2 separate regions of the Zea mays genome follow, and region 2 is linked to region 1. Evidence: chromatin contacts called from public Hi-C data. All regions are on one chromosome and are shown on one strand. Each heading gives the region's core, a stretch centred on a gene start, on an enhancer-like site or on the middle of the called end of the contact. The rest is flanking DNA. Distances are from core to core; before and after follow the strand shown.

Evidence for each region. Hi-C and Micro-C count contacts between places; a contact is called where the count stands out from the background.
Region 2: a contact with region 1 is called in a Hi-C map of ear, with 2.6 times the contacts expected there. The contact joins the promoter of LOC100384399 here to the promoter of LOC100279176 in region 1. A contact is called at or near these places in 4 of 25 Hi-C or Micro-C datasets (ear, endosperm and leaf).

The regions. Positions count from the first base shown.
Region 1 is chr5:71,314,881-71,319,542 of Zm-B73-REFERENCE-NAM-5.0, reverse strand. It overlaps LOC100279176, which reads left to right and starts at 2,619. Exons shown (of 1, transcript NM_001329105.1): 1 at 2,619-3,184. The coding sequence starts at 2,653. The coding sequence ends at 2,892. It overlaps LOC103626522 (Nucleic acid-binding OB-fold-like protein), which reads right to left. Exons shown (of 15, transcript XM_008646944.3): 14 at 4,636-4,662; 15 at 4,231-4,523. The coding sequence ends at 4,449. LOC732808 (Binding protein homolog 1) reads left to right here. Exons shown (of 8, transcript NM_001291796.1): 5 at 1-16; 6 at 116-270; 7 at 370-452; 8 at 541-1,258. The coding sequence ends at 1,039.
Region 2 is chr5:71,535,750-71,540,411 of Zm-B73-REFERENCE-NAM-5.0, reverse strand. It overlaps LOC100384399, which reads left to right and starts at 2,348. Exons shown (of 8, transcript NM_001322102.1): 1 at 2,348-2,733; 2 at 3,091-3,195; 3 at 3,483-3,569; 4 at 3,664-3,714; 5 at 3,800-3,893; 6 at 4,045-4,129; 7 at 4,218-4,381; 8 at 4,459-4,662. The coding sequence starts at 2,605. The coding sequence ends at 4,374. It overlaps LOC542546 (global transcription factor C (Spt16)), which reads left to right. Exons shown (of 2, transcript NM_001367417.1): 2 at 1-1,995. The coding sequence ends at 1,574.

The DNA of each region.
Region 1 (4,662 bases), core at 1,370-3,869:
GGTGACGAGACCAAAGGTTCGGCTCATGTTTTTTGTGCTCTTTTGCCACTGGTAGGTGTTTTTTTTGGTAAGTGATCATTCTGCTTACATAAGTGTGATTTTTGCCTTGATGCAGATATCCTCCTCCTTGATGTGGCTCCCCTCACCCTGGGTATCGAGACCGTCGGTGGAGTCATGACCAAGTTGATCCCGAGGAACACTGTCATCCCGACCAAGAAGTCGCAGGTGTTCACCACCTACCAGGACCAGCAGACCACTGTCTCCATCCAGGTAACGGTTACTGCTCCTCTGCTGCCTGAATTCTCCATTGTCAGCTGCGGGATTGGTAGTAATGACCTGTTTGTTTTGTCCTGTAATCCATAAATACAGGTCTTTGAGGGTGAGCGCAGTATGACCAAGGACTGCCGTCTTCTCGGCAAGTTCGACCTCAACGGCATTGCGCCAGCTCCAAGGTGAGCAGCTACCGGAGTCCGGAGATAAATTATTACTCTTTTTGATGAATGGACGAATGAATCCAGTGTTGTCTGATGAACTGTGCAGGGGCACACCCCAGATCGAGGTGACCTTCGAGGTGGACGCCAACGGTATCCTAAACGTGAAGGCGGAGGACAAGGGCACGGGCAAGTCGGAGAAGATCACGATCACGAACGAGAAGGGGCGGCTGAGCCAGGAGGAGATCGACCGCATGGTGCGGGAGGCGGAGGAGTTCGCGGAGGAGGACAAGAAGGTGAAGGAGCGGATCGACGCCCGCAACCAGCTGGAGACGTACGTGTACAACATGAAGAACACGGTGGGCGACAAGGACAAGCTCGCGGACAAGCTGGAGGCGGAGGAGAAGGAGAAGGTGGAGGAGGCCCTCAAGGAGGCGCTGGAGTGGCTGGACGACAACCAGTCGGCCGAGAAGGAGGACTACGAGGAGAAGCTCAAGGAGGTGGAGGCCGTGTGCAACCCCATCGTGTCGGCCGTGTACCAGCGGTCGGGCGGCGCCCCTGGCGGTGACGCTGACGGCGGTGTTGACGACGACCACGACGAGCTGTAGATGGTTGTAGATGGTGGTGGTGACGTGGAGTGCCGGGAGCCGAGCCAAATTTTGTAACGGTGTTTAGCGGCGGACAATACTTATTACTAATCTTGGTGCTGCTCTGCCAATAGCCGTGCTGAGCGTAGTAACTGTTTGTTTGTAATTTTTTTTCTTCTACTTCCTTGGTTGTTCAGGATTCGCATTCGAATTTTATGTGAAAAAAAGAAGGCGCGCTTTTAAAATCTTGCATTTGCCCCCTTGTGGTAATAATGCTAATTAAATGGTGCAAAGTAGATTGCTTGTGACTGGGTTTCGTGTGAGTTGGGATGTTAGATTTGAATGAGTTCTTCAAGAGATTCTCATCCATACCACCATTTTAGGTGCAATTTTAATCTATTCACTACTTTTTCTTCGAGTTGTCATTATTGCCCCACAATCAACTTTTTCAAAGTGCAGACTTGGGAACAGATTAGAGTTCAGAATATTTTATCAAGAGCACAGTGTTTATTTATAGTTTACTTCGACCCTATTCTGTTGTCGTTTTAGCCATTTATTACATGGAATAAGGATTAAACTTAGAGCATCTCCAAAGGGAGTTCTAAACGGAGTTGCCTTTGACACACTCCTATGAATCACCTTATATCATAGACTCCCTAACAGTCTCCTCTAACACCACTGCCATTCTACATAGAAGCAATCGATAGGAGCAGTTTAAGTGTTGCCTTAAAAAAATGAGCAACATTTACTGACCAAATTCACTTCCTAGGACGACATATATTTTGACTTTTTGAGCTGCAGGTTACCATTTCTGAGCTTTCTGAGCTTGTTCTACATGCTTTAGCAACCTTTAACCCTTTCCCCCTCTTGCCCCTAATAAGACCTTATTCAATTATTCCTATCTCATACGGATGAGATGAGATTGAAAAAATTATGAAATTTTTTAACTTGATTGAGATTTAAACTCAATCAATCACACTCAATCTACATGGATTGAAAGCAACAAACTAGCCCTAAGTGATATAGGGGAATATACATGCCCGAAGTGATATGGAGGAATATACATGTTCTTGTGAGAATAGAATAGGGATCCTGAGTCATTTCCTATCTCTTTCCGTAGGGATTTAAGCAATAACAACTTCAGTGGTTTGATACCCCCCAGAAGTTGTTAGTCTTTCCAAACTGGAAACATGGTGATATAACCAAAGCTGTTCCCCCTAAAATATGAACTTGTTCCTGTTGAATGCCATGCTTACAGAATGTTTACTTTTTCCAATTTATTTGGGCAACAATTCTTTCAATACCAGGGCATGCATGCACAGCAATTTATGGCACACTATGTTTTATAATTGTACTTGATTTAAGAGTTTTATTAAATCCTGAATCCATCACGACAGTGTCCCTTTCCTTGACTGTTTCAGGAACTAGCAGCAGTTCAAGGCTTTGTATGGCTAGCAGGCTCCCAACAAGTGAAACAGTGTAGGAAATCTCGGCGGGCCTAAACTCGTCGTACGTACAAGAAGGGCTACAGGCCCATCATCCATATCACATGTATTTTTTTAGGGATTTTACCCGTAAAGCCCAGCTCGCTTCTTTCCTCATCACACCACCAGCCACCAGGGAGGAGAGGAGAGATGATGATGCCGACGGCGGCGTCGCTGATGGACGATCTTGTCGAGGAGTTCCTCATCCGCCTCCCGCCCGACGACCCCGCGAGCCTCGTCAACGCCTCCCTCGTCTGCAAGCGGTGGAGCCGCCTCATCGCCGGCCGCGTCTTCCGCCGCAAGTTCCGCAAGATCCACCGCGCCAAGCTGCTGCACATGGCCCGGGGGCAGGTCTATAGGCAGCGGCGGCGACGGCGGCAGCGGCAGTGATGGAGCGGCCCGTCCGGTCCGACCGTCGATTGGCTGCTTGCTCTGCATCTTCTGGCTTCTGCAACCAGGAAGCTGACTGAACGCTCGCTATTGCCAATAATTAATTAGTACTATTTTCTTCGTTTCTTTTTTTTATTTGTCGTATACGAACTAAAACAGAGTTAGTGATAATGATAATGATAATTTGTAGCAGTGCAAAGTGCCAAACCCCGTTGCCTTGCGTACCTTGTGGATGTATGTTATATAATTTTTATTTTTCTACGTATCATGTATGCCACATGAATAAATTCTAGTATATATATGTCCCGTTGCAGGTTAGGTCTTTTTTTTTCTTGCGCCGAAGGAAGGAGAAGTCACTTTATTATTTTGTCTTTTCTAAATATATAAATAGAATGTTGTGGGATAGGAAAACAGTTACGAAAAGTTCATAAAATAGACTATAGTTCCTCTATATAAAAGATAATAAAAGGAGGATGATCCTAGTTAATAAAATAGAAACTGACGAGAAATGGTTGAGTAACTCCAAGAAGGTGTCGCAGACTACCAGCTGTCTGGAATAACTTCGTTTCAAGAATTTTAAATATTTCAGCTTGTTCTATCTAAATAGGTCTAACTCCACTAATAGGTCTAACTTCATTGGCTCTAGCTTAAAAAAAACCTAATACTATAAGTCGGTTTTATGAAAATTTTCGAAGCTCCTGAAAACGTGTTTCAAAAACACTATTTTTATACCTGCTCATAAAGTTGCACTAAAATTACTCATTATACTATTGGTTACATAACTTACTGATTAATGTCTCTTTCTCCGCTCGTTAATAATCAAGAGTAATTTAGGAAACTCATAAAAATTAATTGAATCGTAGAAGTTGAAGTCTGTGCAAATCAAACACTCTTGAATCATATCTTACTAATCCTTTGAAGTTGTTTTATGATAAAGCTAGAAAACTAAAACTGAAATTTTTGAAGTGAAGCACTCACGAACATGATTAAAAAAGAATATGCTTTACTAGTGACAAAAAGTGGATAGACCTAAGAATATGATTGGAGCTAAGTTCATAGTTGAAGACAAGGGAATTTTAGCTCTCTTGTAGATGGACTGAGCGAGTGTTTGATTCACCTCATAAAGTTTAGTGACTAAAGTTTAGTCAATTTTAGTCTCTAAATTGTTAAACGATAGGACTAAAATAGAATTCTTAGGTCTAAATTTTAGTAGGGTGGCTAAATTTGAGCTACTGCAGTCTTTCCTATTGATCTTTTTTTAAGATATAATCATATAATCCTCAATAAGTGGAAAGAACTCCTAGTCCTCCGCAGTATGAGCCACATGCAGAGTCGTGATATGACAAGAGAAGGGGGCAGACCACCTTCGTTTCTTTCCTCAACCAATCCACAACAGAGAATTTTCAATCAAATTGGCAATCCTAAACTCGATTAATAGAGTCGTTCTTCTTTTTCTGCATTTCAGTAACTTTTAACCGGATATATAATCCGTATGCTGTTCCAATCCAGCTAGCAACCCGAGAAACCGGTCCCAGCAAATGCGCGTCATGGAGATCCTAGCTAACCCTATTAGTGCACATCAGGACTGCCTCCTTCAACTCTTCTTTGCCAAGTGCCGTCTCCACCATCACCTGCACAGCAGCAGCAGCACATGTGGGCAGCAATGTCACTAGCTATCCAAAAAGTACAGTGTGCTGTCTCTAATCTACCTGGACATCTCAGTCAGCTGAGCAAAGTCCTTACCTCCTGGACGCTGTTCCCATACCGCGC
Region 2 (4,662 bases), core at 1,099-3,598, 220 kb before region 1:
TTAATGATGTACCATTTGTAAGAGATTTGGTGATCCAAGTAGATCAGAAGAATGAAGCTGTCCTCTTACCTATTTATGGTAGTATGGTTCCTTTCCATGTTTCTACTGTCAAGAGTGTGACAAGTCACCAGGACAACCGCACCTGCACTATCCGTATCTTCTTCAATGTGCCTGGCATGCCATTCTCAAATGATAGCAAGTTTAATTCTCAAGGTGCTATCTATCTGAAAGAAATTACATTCCGCTCAAAAGATCCACGGCATAGCAGTGAAGTTGTTCAGCAGATCAAAACATTGAGGAGGCAAGTGGCATCAAGGGAGTCAGAGAGAGCTGAAAGGGCAACTCTTGTTACCCAGGAGAAACTTCAGATTGGAAGCAACAGAATGAAGATGATGAGGCTTTCTGATGTGTGGATACGACCTGCATTTGGTGGTCGTGGGAGGAAGCTCACAGGAAATCTTGAGGCTCATTTCAATGGTTTCAGATATTCTACTTCAAGGTCTGATGAGCGTGTGGACATCATGTTTGGAAATATAAAGCATGCCTTTTTCCAGCCTGCAGAGAAAGAAATGATTACTCTCCTTCACTTCCATTTGCACAACCATATCATGGTTGGAAACAAGAAGACAAAGGATGTTCAGTTCTATGTTGAAGTTATGGATGTTGTACAGACGCTTGGGGGCAGTAGAAGATCGGCACTTGATCCTGATGAGATTGAAGAAGAGCAGCGTGAGAGGGATAGGAAGAACAGAATAAACATGGATTTCCAGAACTTTGTGAACAAGGTTAACGACCACTGGTCGCAACCACAGTTCAAGGGGCTTGACCTGGAGTTTGATGTCCCCCTTAGAGAGCTTGGGTTCCATGGTGTCCCATATAAAGCTTCTGCTTTCATTATTCCAACTTCTACATGTTTGGTTGAGCTGATTGAGACCCCCTTCCTTGTGGTGAGCCTGAGCGAGATAGAGATTGTTAACCTGGAGAGGGTGGGCTTTGGGACAAAGAACTTCGACATGGCTATCGTGTTCAAGGATTTCAAGAAAGACGTTCTCCGCATTGACTCCATCCCTTCAGCATCGCTTGACGCGATAAAGGAATGGCTGGACACAACTGACCTCAAGTACTATGAGAGCAGGCTGAATCTGAACTGGCGCCCTATCCTGAAAACTATAATCGATGATCCTCAGAAGTTCATTGACGATGGCGGCTGGGAGTTCCTGAACATGGAGGCGAGTGACTCAGAGACTGAGGACACAGAGGAATCAGACCAAGGCTATGTGCCTTCAGACGCTGAGCCCGAATCCGAGTCAGAAGATGATGACTCTGACAGTGAGTCCTTGGTGGAATCTGATGATGACGATGAGGAGTCAGACGAGGACTCAGAGGAGGAGAAGGGCAAGACCTGGGAGGAGCTGGAGCGTGAGGCAAGCAACGCGGACCGTGAGCACGGTGCGGAGTCGGACAGCGAGGAGGAGAGGAGGCGCCGCAAGGCAAAGACCTTCGGCAAGTCGCGTGCGCCGGAGCGCAGCAGCTTCAAGGGAGCGCCGCCCTCCAAGAAGCCAAAGTTCAGGTGAATGCTGCCTTCGGCAATTCGCTCGTGCCAAAGTGCAGCAGCTTCAAGGGAGCACCACCTCCAAGAAGGCAGCTCTGGTTAATGGGACTCCTTGAAGCTTTGGCCCCCGGAGTAGACGTGTCTGTAGGAGTGTGGTTTGTTATATCTAGATTATCTGCAGTAGCTTAGTCCATCTAAATGAAATGTGACAGCTGAACTTTGGAAGTCGCATCATTGGGGAAACGAAATTTAAGTCGATTGATTTGTTAATGCCCTCGTTGATGTAATATTTCCCTTGTTCGGTGGATTTCCGGTCTGTATAATATTTATGCACGCTTGCACTTTATCCATGGTATTTGTATACCCGTATAAGGCAGCATGGAGGATGTTTCTTGCATGTGGACGCATTGATTGATATATATATATATTTAAGGTTCTTTTTTTTTTCTTTTTGTTGCATCTGGTTGTCGTTGTAACAGTGTACAGCCGCAATTTGTTTGCCACTAAGGGTCTGTTTACTGATTAACTTGTCTCATTTTACCTAACTTTTCTATCTAAGATTAGTTCTTCGATCCGAAAAAGTAACTTTATATAATATGTGGCGTAATTAACTCACTTTGCCTAACTTTTCAATCTAAGATTAGTTTTTCGATCCGAATGAGTAACTTTATGCAAGATATGGCGTAATTAGCCATCAACCAAACAGTCCGTAAAAGACTTGTTCCTCGAATGTTTTGGTGATGGCATCTGCCTATGATTTGAAGCCCGCTCCGCTGCGTTTACAGCTGGGTGTGAGTTTCCTGGCCGCATGAAGCATGAAAAGATGGGATTCACAGCGGAACTTTCGTTAGGAATTTGATGGCAATCAAGTTTAGTTAAATTTAATTTTCAAGGCTAGGATTCTATGTGCACAGCCCTGATATGCACCGGATATCATCCCGAATTTATATTGTTATACATATACGAAAAGCAGTGAACTCTGCTCTGCAATCGTCTGCATCGTCGTCCTTGCTCTCTGTTGCGGCGACACGCACAGGCCAGAGCCCGTCGGGATGGAAGGCGGCGGCTCCGGTGGGCGGGCCGCTGCCGTCGTCCCCGCGCGTATGACCACCTTGTCCCGGCACTACTTCGGCGGCAGCGCGTCTGAGCGCCACCACGACCTCCGCGTGGACATCGTCGAGGTACGCGCACGCATCCGTGCCAGCCAGCTCCTACCTCCCCACTGCACGCTCGCGTAGGATTGAACCACTGCTCTACTCATACGCTGGTTGCTACGACCCGGGTCCGGGCGTTTCGCCGGGGCAGTCGTTGCAGCGTCTTTGAAACATCTGGCGCGTCAAGGCGGAAGTTGCCATGCTGCTGCCTGATGGAACGCCGAGGAAGTGCTTGATAGATTGCCGCCAAGGCGTTTGCTACGTCGTGGTGCGGTGCTACATGAAGCACGAGCCAGTGGTTTGGATTTTCGCCCTCATGGCTCTGCTGCTGTGCTCTTGTTTCCTGATTTTCTTTTGGTTGGGTTTACATTCTACATAGCACAGAACATCCAGGAGGACTACGGCATGTTTGTCTGGCCATGCAGTGTCATCCTTGCCGAGTATGTGTGGCAGCACAGATCACGGTTCTCTGCTTCCAGAGTTGTTGAGGTACTACTCGTTCTCATATTTGTGTTCGTTCAATTTCTCATCCACCAATCACCAATGTGGTACACTTGCTACTGTGGCCACTTGAATATGCCAGTTCACCGAACAACCTTCGGTCAACAGGAGTGCTTGCTCGTGTGTCCTAAGGCCTTGGTATCATTCTCCATGTCCGAGGAGGCCGGAAATCATCTCTTTGTGGAATCCTGCATTCCTCTGCACGCACATTATTGTTTCACAGGACAATGCTACAGTTACACTCTTATCTAATTTGCATGTATCATTTTTTGCAGCTTGGTGCTGGGACCTCACTGCCAGGATTAGTAGCTGCAAAGGTTGGGGCAGATGTAACACTAACAGACATTGCGCAGAATGCAGAAGTGAGTTCCAATCCGTCTTTGGAATCCTTATCGTTTGATCGTTGTCAGAGATTTTCAGTATGGTTGATTTCCTTCTTGTTTTTACTGACTGTAGGTACTGAACAACATCAGAAGCATATGTGCTCTCAATGACGCCAATTGTACTGTATGGTTTTGATTTCACGTACAGAGCTTTACATGTTGCATCCTATTGAATTCAGAGAGCTTAGGATTATCCCATAACTGCGCAGGTTTCGGGACTTACATGGGGAGACTGGGATGAATCGGTATTTGATTTACATCCTGACATTATTCTTGGAGCTGATGTACTTTACGACTCAGCAAGTGAGCTACCATTCTACTCTACTGTGTCCAGTCTATTACTGTTATTTAGTAATTCTTAAATGTGGATGATCATTTTGCGGCCTGTTCATTTACTGACTACCTACCCATTGCTATTGGTGAACTGACATACCACTGTCTCTATTTTGGCAAGATTTCGATGATCTGTTCGCGACGGTGACCTTTCTTCTCGAAAATTCTTCTGGGGCGGTTTTCATAACCACATACCACAACCGCAGGTATTAACAAATCATTTCATCCTTGTTCCACTTGGAAGAAGTGTGGCAAACACCATTCCTGATAAATCAGTTGGATTTGTCTATGCAGTGGTCATCATCTGATTGAGTTTTTGATGGTCAAGTGGGGTTTGAAGTGTTTGAAACTGCTGGATGGTTTCTCCTTCCTACCGCCATGTAAGGCTGCTTTACTTCAGGGGAATATTCAGCTTGTCGAAATTGCGCTTGACAAGGAAAAACATAAATGACCCTGAGGTGAGGTAACTTACTTCCCAGACGAAAAAAAATCTGCAAGCGAATCTGAACAATGTCTTGTGTGTCATGGGTTACAGTTTGATTACAGGAGTTGACGAAAAGCACAGAGAAATGGAATGCCATATTTGGTCCTCTGCATACATGTACGAGCAACTCCATGTCAAGCCATCCGTTTGGACTGTCATCATAAGGATGTTCTTTTAATTAAAAGAAACTCATGGGGAGCATCGTTGTTCGAATAGCCTATGCATGCAAGAAAAAACAGAAAATGTTAGCAGATA